Regions from separate parts of the Mus musculus genome. Here region 2 is linked to region 1. The links are chromatin contacts, called in public Hi-C maps. All regions are on one chromosome and are shown on one strand. Each heading gives the region's core, a stretch centred on a gene start, on an enhancer-like site or on the middle of the called end of the contact. The rest is flanking DNA. Distances are from core to core; before and after follow the strand shown.

Region 1 (4,641 bases), core at 1,454-3,953:
TCTGAGTCTCAGATGAGAATTTGAACTTTGGATTGATCTCTCTCTCTTCTGCGATGTGTATGCATGCATCTAGGTCTCTCTTCTGCGGTGTGTATGCATGCATGTAGTTAGTGTGGGCGGCGCCATCCCATTGGCCAGAGTCGCAGAGAGAGTAAGAAGGGGAAGATGATCTGAGCACTGGAGTTCATCTCTCTCTGCCTCCTGGCTGTGGGGAAAAGATGTGAGCAGCTGCCCCATACCCCTGAGGTCACAATAGGGTCACCTTTATTGACAGACCTTCCCTGACATGAACACTGTGCCTTCAGACTTGAGTCCAAACAAACCTTTCCTTTGCTAGGTCGCTTTTCATGAGTACTTTGTCACCCTGATGAGAAAGACACTAGACCTACCTGTCTTTACTCTTGTCACAGACCCTAGTTATGGGCACAGGTGGGCATGCATAGGTTGACCTGGAGCCTGTCTGTGATGCTGGGACTCACAATTGCTCCACAGAGGAGAGACTCAGGATACGCTAGATGCAGAGGGGTATGACTGGCTGGCTGTCCTTTCACGGATGCCTTCGCACAGGTAGATAAGGGATGCGGGCTGTGCAGGGAGGCAGAGGGCTCAGTAGTTAGAGATGGTGCGGCTGGAGAAGGGGCTTTGCCATGAGCTCCCTGCCCCATATGTCCTTCCTGTCCAGCAGCAACATATGCGTTTCTGGTTCTTCTTTTCTTTGAGTGCGGCACAGCGCCATCTCATTTTCCTCAAACGGACTGTAATCAGATCCACTTCTCGAAGGCTCTCGTGCAGCTGCAAGATGAGGCAACTTGAACTTGCCCCTCACTTTACATTGGAGGGTGTTTTCCAGCCTGTTGGAATCTGTCATTGGATGTTTTTAAGAGGGTCAGAGGTGAGGCTCGGGATAAAAATGGGCTGTGCTCTAGGCTAAATTTAGCCTCCATGTGTTTTAGTTCCCTCAGTGTCTGAGCTGGAATTCAGTAGCTAGGGAGTAGGGCTTTAAAAATAACTCCAGGCAGACAGGGCACCTTAGCAAGTGGGACATGAAGATGACTTCACAAACCTGGCACAGAGCTGAATAATGATGATAATTATGATAATAACAAGCTATTATTATTATTATTATTACAAATATAGAAGCACTGTTGACCATTTCATTAAATAAACAAACCAACCAACCTAGAAAGCAACCCACTCTTCCCCCGAGTTGTTAACCGAACGTGGTTACATTTTAGGGTGTCTCGTAAGGTTTTGGGGGTTCAGAGATGAAAATCCCATCTGCGGGGATCACACAGGACAAGAAATTCATGTTTGGAAGACCCCCAACAGGAGCCGCTTAGTCTTCCTCCCCAAAGCTGTGAGCAGTCCCCTGGTGTGTGAGTGACACTCCTTTCTGACCCCGTGTCCTGGGTTAGGCTCTTCACCCCCTCCACCTCTAAATGACCCTGCCTATGCACAGCTGGCCTGCACAGCTGGCCTGCACAGCTGGCTGGCACAGCTGGCCTGCACACCTGGTCTGGGCAGATGGACCCACTTGCTCATCCTTATCCTTTTCAACTTAGTCAAAACCAATGCACAGCCCCAAGATTCCACTCTGGCTTTGCCTTCTTTTCCAAGTCTGGTCCACACAGAAAGCCAACTTCTTTTAAATGTAAATTTGTGTATAAGTTGCTGAAAATCTGATCAAACCTTGAGGGACTATGGTAAAACAGAAGGACCAGAGACTGTGGTTTTGTTTTAAATACAGAACAAATTGAGAGTTCTTAAACTGGCAGACATCACACCAGGTCTGCAAAAATCTCCACTGGATTAGGAAAAAAAGACGGTCTGGGGTGTTTCAGAACAGGGGTGTCAGTTGTAGGTCTGGGGGTCAGTAGGAGCCCATTGGGTGAGCAGGACTTGGGATGTGACTGTTATTGTGCAGTGGGCTGAGGTAAAGGGTGTGTGCACTTCAACCTGAGAGGGGTGGTATTCTGAAAGCTTCAGGGAAGATGATAAACTACAGTTCTTTTAAAAAGAAACTCTGAGTGATTCCTGGTGGAGAAGCACCACACATGAGGCCTCAGAGCAGTGCCTGATACTTTAGTTGCCGAATAGAATCACCTGAGGAGCTACAAAAGGCAGGATGCCAGGACCCCAGCCTGAAGACTTGTGCTGGGTTGGGCTGCATGCCGCCTGAACATCGGGACCCTAGGAACTGTCTGAGCACTTCTATCTGCAGCCAGGTTGAGACCATGCTTGGCTGGGGACACTGCAGGTGCTGCTTTCAGGTGATCCATGTGAATATACGGAGGGGAAACGGCGAGCATGAAGCAATCGGCTCCAAATGATCTCAGCCAGCCAGAGCAGTGGCTGATTCCGTCTGTGATCCAAGCCGTTGGGGAAAATCCAGGCATAGAGGACCTGTTTCTTGTGACTCAGGGGTCTCGGACTGCTGTTCACTGTCCGGGTCCTCCTGTTTATGTCTCTAGAGGCTTCACTTTCTCGATGGGTAGTTTAGAGGTAATTGGTGCCAAAGGCATACTGATGTTTGCGCCCAAATTTAGGTGACACAGATGCAGCAAGCTATCTGGAGTTATTTTAAACCATCAAAGCATGTTTGTAGAGACCTGACTTGTGTCAACAAAGGGTCAGTTCAAGTTCACTTACTTTGGCTGTCAGAACCCAGAGTCCTTCCTGGAGTCCACAAGCAACAGTGCTTTGCTGCCCATGGTCCCCTTTGATCCCTGATATGAGCTTGCGTACATCTGGTTCTGCCTCTACACTGGCCCACAGTTGGTCTGACTTTTCTTAGCTAGCATCTTGTTTCCCAGTTAGGTTGCTAACTTAACATTTATCCACATTAGCAGTTACACTGAGGATGGGAGTGAGGTGGTCACACCTCACAGCTTAGGAGACCACTCTCTTCAGTTCCTCTTCCTGTCTGAGTCTCTGGTGTCACCATGAAATCTTCCCTCTTTTCTTGCAAGTGAGGTTCCCCCTCTCCACCTGCCCAGGGAGCTGGTCCTACCTAGAAATGCTCCTGAATGCTGTTTTCTCCTGGAGAGAGGGTTAGTAATGAATTTCATTTGCCCCAAGTCAGCAGATTTAGTAGTTTTATTTCTTCAGAAGAACCAGCAAAGGTTGCCACCTTGTTTGTACGGTAAACCCTGGCAGAGTGCTATACAAGTGAAAAGGCAGAGTGCGGAGTGAATGGATGTCGAGGAAAAGAAAAATCTAAGCAGGCAGGGACGCCCAGCTTCTGTCTGAATGACAGAGTGAGAAGCCATCTTTTCACCCTACCTGAATATCATATTGCAGAGATACTTGAGATTTAAATAGTAAGTATGATGCTTTATCCACAGAAGGGATAAAAATTAGTCTTTTCTAACTGCTTCTTGTCATGGAGACAGCTAATGAGAGAGATTATTATTATTTTGCCTCTAGATCCAGTGATGGTGGACTCCACATTCAGATGGCCCCGGGTTGCACACATGATGGAGTTTGAGGGTGATTCCTATCTCCTTGCTGTACCAGGATCTTGGTTTCCTGTGTCCGAGCTGACACAGGATCATGTTTTCCCTTCCCAAAGAGCAAGTGAATATTTGCACTCTTGGGACTTGGTGGGACAATCCAGCCAGGTCTGAATGCTGAGTGCTGGGAGGCCTGGTGACATGGCTGGCCCCTTTCTCTTCAGTAGCAACTTTCTGTGTGTCCCAGGCACAGGGAAGAGCTTCCGAAGCAGCAGGAGGCCCCATCATTTCCCCACTCTCAGTAAAGCCAAGGCTTGGCTTCCTTCCTGGACCACTGGAAAGTGCCTGGCTCCCTGCTGGGGTCAAGTGTCTGAGTAAGGGACAGGTCGAAGGGGCCAGAAGTCAGTGTGTGATACACCAGAGTCTATGCCTGTTCGTTTGAACATGCTCATTTGTATTGCTGGCCCAGTCAGCGTGCCCCTTTTATAAATGGCCATTGTGGTGGTTTGAATGACGAATGTCTCCCCTAGGCTCAGGTATTTAAACAGTTGGTTGCCAGTCAGCAGTGCCCTTTGGGGAGGTCATGGAGCCCTACTGTGGGAAGTTTGTCACTGGGAGTGAGTTTGGAGAGCTTATACCCTTACCCCTCTTCAAGTTTGCTCTCTCAGCATCCTGTGTGATCTCACAGCTTCCTGCTCCAGCTGCTCATTGCCACACTATCCCCACCCTGACAGCCTGAACCCCTCTGAAGCAAAAGCCAAAATAAAGTGCTTTTGGTCATGGCATTTTATCACAGCAACAGAGAAGTAGCTAGTACACCTTCTAGATTCCGCTGGGCCTTAGGCTGATGGTGTCTCAGCTGCAGGCCAGATCACAGGCTTCGTTCACGATCCTTTTCTGATCATATTCTTGCTGGCAGTTCCTGAAGGCCACCTGCCTTCATCCCACATTCTGCTCTGATTTTTATCATTATTGTTTTAAATAGGAAGTCTGGCAGGTACATAAAGCTCAATTTTAGACTTCCGGGACACATCTAAGGCAAGTTAGTCACACAGACATTAATACGAAGAGTGTCAAAGTGCCTTAACCTCTCCTCTGCATGACAATGTGAACACGGCACACCTCATTTAACAAAACATTAAAACATTTACTTCCTCAGATCAAGTGTATCTATTAATAATGACTTAAA
Region 2 (4,641 bases), core at 736-3,235, 240 kb after region 1:
ACTGGCTAGTTTTGTGCCAACTTGACACAGCTGGAGTTATCACAGAGAAAGGAGCTTCAGTTGAGGAAATGCCTCCATGAGATCCAACTCTAAAGGCATTTTCTCAATTAGTGATCAAGGGGGAAAGGCCCCTTGTGGGTGTTGCCATCCCTGGGCTGGTAGTCTTGGGTTCTATAAGAGAGCAGGCTGAGCAAGCCAGGGGAGGCAAGCCAGTAAGGAACATCCCTCCATGGCCTCTGCATCAGCTCCTGCTTCCTGACCTGCTTGAGTTCCAGTCCTGACTTCCTTGGTGATGAACAGCAGCATGGAAGTCTAAGCCGAATAAACCCTTTCCTCCCCAAGTTGCTTCTTGGTCATGATATTTGTGCAGGAATAGAAACCCTGACTAAGACAGCCACTTTCCGGGGTCAAGCAGAGTTCATGTCCTACTGTGACCTACTTACAGAAACCTTTGTTACTCATTTTCTGTAGTGACACCAGGAGTATTTTGTAACCCAGCCACAGAATCTCTCCCCTGTTTTTGTTTTTGTTTTTTTAATTACTCAATGGGGAAATTTCAGAGGTATGGAGGGGAGGAAGCCCATGGGCTGTCCCTGCCTCTTTTAATTGCAAGACTAGACTTGGTGACTGCTAATCACCAATGTCATTCTCTCATTTGTTTGGGCCACTTTTACCTGACTCTTTCAAAGAATCCAATCGTTGCACATAGATTGGTACTACTGCCCTGCCTGTGTTGGGACAGAAATGGGGGAAATACAGTAATGGTTGAGTAAGTCAGAAACACTCTGTAACTATCTGCATAAGATCCCATTTTCAAGCTAAAGCAATGGTTCGAAGGGAGCTGTCCCTGTGTGAGAGGCTAGTCTGGGAAGCAAGTGATGAAGGACCATGGCTTGGGAGGTGGCTGATTTAGAGACACTAACATAGATATGAATATTGCATTTAGTGATCAGACCCCATGGATCAGGAATCCTAACAGTGACAATCTTAATTCACTGTTTCCCACTGTGGCTTCCCATTCCCCATTCTCTTTCAAATAGCATATGCTAATTGAATGAAACAGTAGGATTCATTATGGTGTCTTCATCCATGCATATAATATATTTTGATTATTTTCTCTCATGATCAACATTGTAGTTACTTGTCTATTGGTTTGATAAGACATCATGACCGAGGGGGCTGGTGTACAGCTTCAGAGAGCTAGAGTCCATGACCATCATGGTAGGGAGCATGAAGCAGACAGCAGGCATGGCTATGGAGCAGGTAGCTGAGAGCTTACATCTTGGTTCACAAGCATGAGTTTCTGCTGAGACTGAGACTGGGGGTGCTGTGAGCTTTTAAAACAAAACCTGTTCTAGTGACATACTTCCTCCATCAAGGCCACACCTCCTAATCCTTCCCAAACTGTTCCATCAACTGGGGATCAAATATTCAAACACATGAGCCTGTGGGGGCCATTCTCATTGCCCCACTCCAAGACCTTTCTTGGGAGTAGAGCAGGATAGGTTTTTTTTCTGGTACGATCTAGGAGGAATTAGCAAGAAGTGGCCTGTACATCACTGATGGAGGCAGACAGACGCAGAGCTTCTAGACTCTGACCCACCACAGGAGATGAACTTCTGAGAGGTAGGGTCTCACGCTTCCCCTCAGATCGGCAGCAGCTGCAGAAGTACTCTGAAACTGAAGCTCCGTGAGAATAAAGAACTGAGAGGGAAAGCAATGCCCTGGGCATAGCGAGTATCAGAGACAGCTGCTGCCAGCATGCCTCACTGGGGTAGGTGGGAAAGGCAGCCAGCATAAAATACGCCACCCAGAAGCGGGTGCTATGGAGTTCTGGAGCAGGCTTTGGGTTTGCCAAGAAAGAAACGCTCGTGGCATTGGTTCCATAAAAGCCTTGTTAAAACAATGTCAAGTTGATAGCAAGCCTGTGGCCCTGGACTTAGTTCAAACACAAGGGTGAAAGCACATGAGCATGTGGTCATACCTACCAGCGTTTGGAAAGCAACCCTTGCTAATGCTTCAGGCTTGTGATGTCAGCTCAGTGGAATTAGAGTCACCCTGCTCAGAATTATATAACTAATTACAGCCAGCTTCAGTAACAATTATTAATCAGTCCAAACACAGCCTGCTCTTTGGTGGTGGGTAGTTTATGTGGACTAATCAGGTCCAAATTAGTTTTGCTAATGATCTTGGATGGTCTATGCCCAGAGGCCAGACAAACTTCATAGGGTGTTTCTCATACCCCACGTTAGTCTTAAGGGACACAGGCTGTGCTGATAAGCTGTGAGGTCAATGTGGTGAGCTCAGAGTCCTTCACATTTAGTGTCAAGAGAGCTACTGCCAATCATTCAGTGTTACCCAATACAGAGAACGCAACAGCCGCCTTGGTTCTTGGGGACTAGCACTTGGCAAGCTTGTGATTGTGGGGTCTTCCATTGGGTCAAATGTGGAGTGATCTTGGGAGCCAGACATCTTGTCCACAGCCTGTTAGGTTGTTGGAGCCTGGAAAGGTTGCTGAATGGCACACATTATGATTTAATTGTGTCTGACTGTGATGTCCTTTCAGTGTCCCTTCTGCATTAGGTGGCCAGTTCCCCGATGTCAGGGATGAAATTTTAATCACTTCTCCATGCAATTAAAGAACAGCTTAGATGTGGTACCCCAGGGTTTCTGTGAGTCCCTGACATTTGACTGCTTGGAGCACATTTAGATGCCCAGAGAGACCAGGGATGCTGATCAAAGTAGAAGGCATGGCTGGACCAGATGAGTTGGTGTGGAGAGCCAGGGTTATTGGTGAATTCTTGCTGATGCTTTGCTGACTTAGATTTTCTTCACCTGACTTCCCTGTGGACAGATGTTAAGGCTGGGAGAACCTAAGGCTGGCCCTGGGGGTGGGAGGTCTGGCTGTTAAGTCCTCTCTCTTCACTCTAGGACTCTCCTTACCCTCTCCACACTCTATCTAGAGCAGATACCACTGTTTGGTGACAGCCTCTGGTCCCTGGCTAGCTTCTCATCCATCCCTTCACGCTAGGCTCCAAGGCTGAGTCAACCCTACCATTTGCCGCACTGATTCTTTTTCCTCTTCGAAGTCTCTCCAACGTTGGCATTTGCCAAGGCCAGCAAATGAGCAATGCCCTGCCAAGGGCCAGTTTCCCACAGCGGCAAAATAATCATATCTGACACATAGACATTTTTTTCTAAAGGAAGACAAAAAGACCAGCTTAGAGAGAGAGATTATTATTTCAAAAACACTATCCTTTTGTTTCACTTCAGAAGTTCTATCTTTTCACAGAGCCAGTGTGTCCAGAAGTGCATCATTGGGTCAGGACTCCTCAGCATGGAGTCCTTGGGAGAGTCCTCAACCCACAGGCCACAGAGGCCAGCATTAAGCCTCCAGCGAATGACCCTGAATGGTTTGGGCCTTTCCTCCCCTGCTCCAGTCACTGCTACGTAGTGCAGCATCTCAGCTGTAGCCCCAATAGTCACTCTACGAAACGACCAAAATGGGAGGATCTGCTGGTGTTTGTCACACTGCCATGGGAGGTTCTCAAAATCCCCCAGGTAATGAGGTAGGCTGTGCATTCTTCCCGTCGCTCTGCTTTAGCAGACACTTCTCCATATGCCGCCCTTCCTCGGGGCCCGGGAACTATGTGATTCATAAGCCTCGACCTTTCTCAGCTTCCAGGCAGCTTGGAGCTGAGGTCTCAGCATCCAGTGAAACAGTTTATCATTGCCTCAATTTCCTGGTGAAAATGTTCCCCCTTCCTCCACCTTATCCTTCAATTTTGTCTTTTTGTTCTTGACTTAGTGGCATTTCGATGAAATGCACTATTCTTTTTCAAAACCTCACAGAATGGCCACTCTCTTCCCTACCAGCTGTGAGGGCTACCACTGGTACCTGTGCTTGGACAGCACAGGGCAGCTGGACTCCAGAACAAGATGATACTTTGAAGCAAGATTTGACCTCAGCTTACCTTACCACAGCTGCCCCTGTGTTCTCTTCCAAAGCAAAGGTTAGCCATGCCCAGGCTCACCCTTTGTTGGCCTGGTGCAGATAGGAGATAAGGCCTACAGATCCTCACACCGTGGCAAACAAGAGACCCAATGAATGTTTACGCTTTTCTTTGGAGCAGTCTTGGGTTGGTCTTATCTGGGCTGTCCTCACAGACGGGTGACTGGCGCAGACCTAGCACACCACACTTGAGGCTTAACATTTCAAAGTTGTCATGTGAATCCCTTGATAGCAACTTCTCTCTCTCTCTTCTCTCTCTCATCTGTGTCTTGTAAATGTCTACTGGGATCAGGGAGCCTGCCTGCACTCAAAGACTGGGGTCCCTGTTACCTCTGGCAGCTGTCTCTTTCCCCTCCCTGTCTCAGTACCACCTCTATCCTGAGCAAGCAGGGCATTGGACTTATTTGTGTGTGTTTGTATGGAACTGTATATGCACATGCATGGCAAGGTATGTATACAGAAGTCAAAGGACAACTTGCGGGAGCCAGTTTCTTCCTACCATGTGGGTCCTGGGAGGCGGGGGACCTCGGGTTGTCAACCTTGGCCTAGTTTGCTTTCTAGGCTGAGCAGTGGCTGGTAGGGAATGGAGAAGTGCAGGTGTGTATCCCCCAAGGACCAGCCAGTGAGGT

What was found. A called contact is a pair of places that touch in the nucleus more often than the background predicts.
Region 2: a Hi-C map of cardiomyocytes shows a contact between it and region 1, with 2.0 times the contacts expected there. The contact joins two enhancer-like sites. A contact is called at or near these places in 5 of 39 promoter capture datasets (embryonic stem cells and pre-B cells), 1 of 484 Hi-C or Micro-C datasets (cardiomyocytes), 1 of 115 datasets of contacts at active chromatin or transcription factors (embryonic stem cells) and 1 of 9 other capture datasets (pancreatic islet).

What each region holds. Positions count from the first base shown.
Region 1 is chr1:89,997,403-90,002,043 of GRCm38.p6, forward strand. All of the region lies in intron 1 of Asb18 (ankyrin repeat and SOCS box-containing 18), which reads right to left. Among named protein-coding and RNA genes, the nearest start is that of Gm34616, 4.9 kb to the right of the region's middle. Within about 2 kb of position 2,704, at least 4 of the 459 cell types and tissues checked have an H3K27ac peak or open chromatin away from gene starts, as enhancers often do. A contact at or near this core is called in cardiomyocytes, where this site is marked.
Region 2 is chr1:90,236,401-90,241,041 of GRCm38.p6, forward strand. No RefSeq gene overlaps it. Among named protein-coding and RNA genes, the nearest start is that of Gm34930, 8.5 kb to the right of the region's middle. Within about 2 kb of position 1,986, at least 13 of the 459 cell types and tissues checked have an H3K27ac peak or open chromatin away from gene starts, as enhancers often do. A contact at or near this core is called in cardiomyocytes, where this site is marked.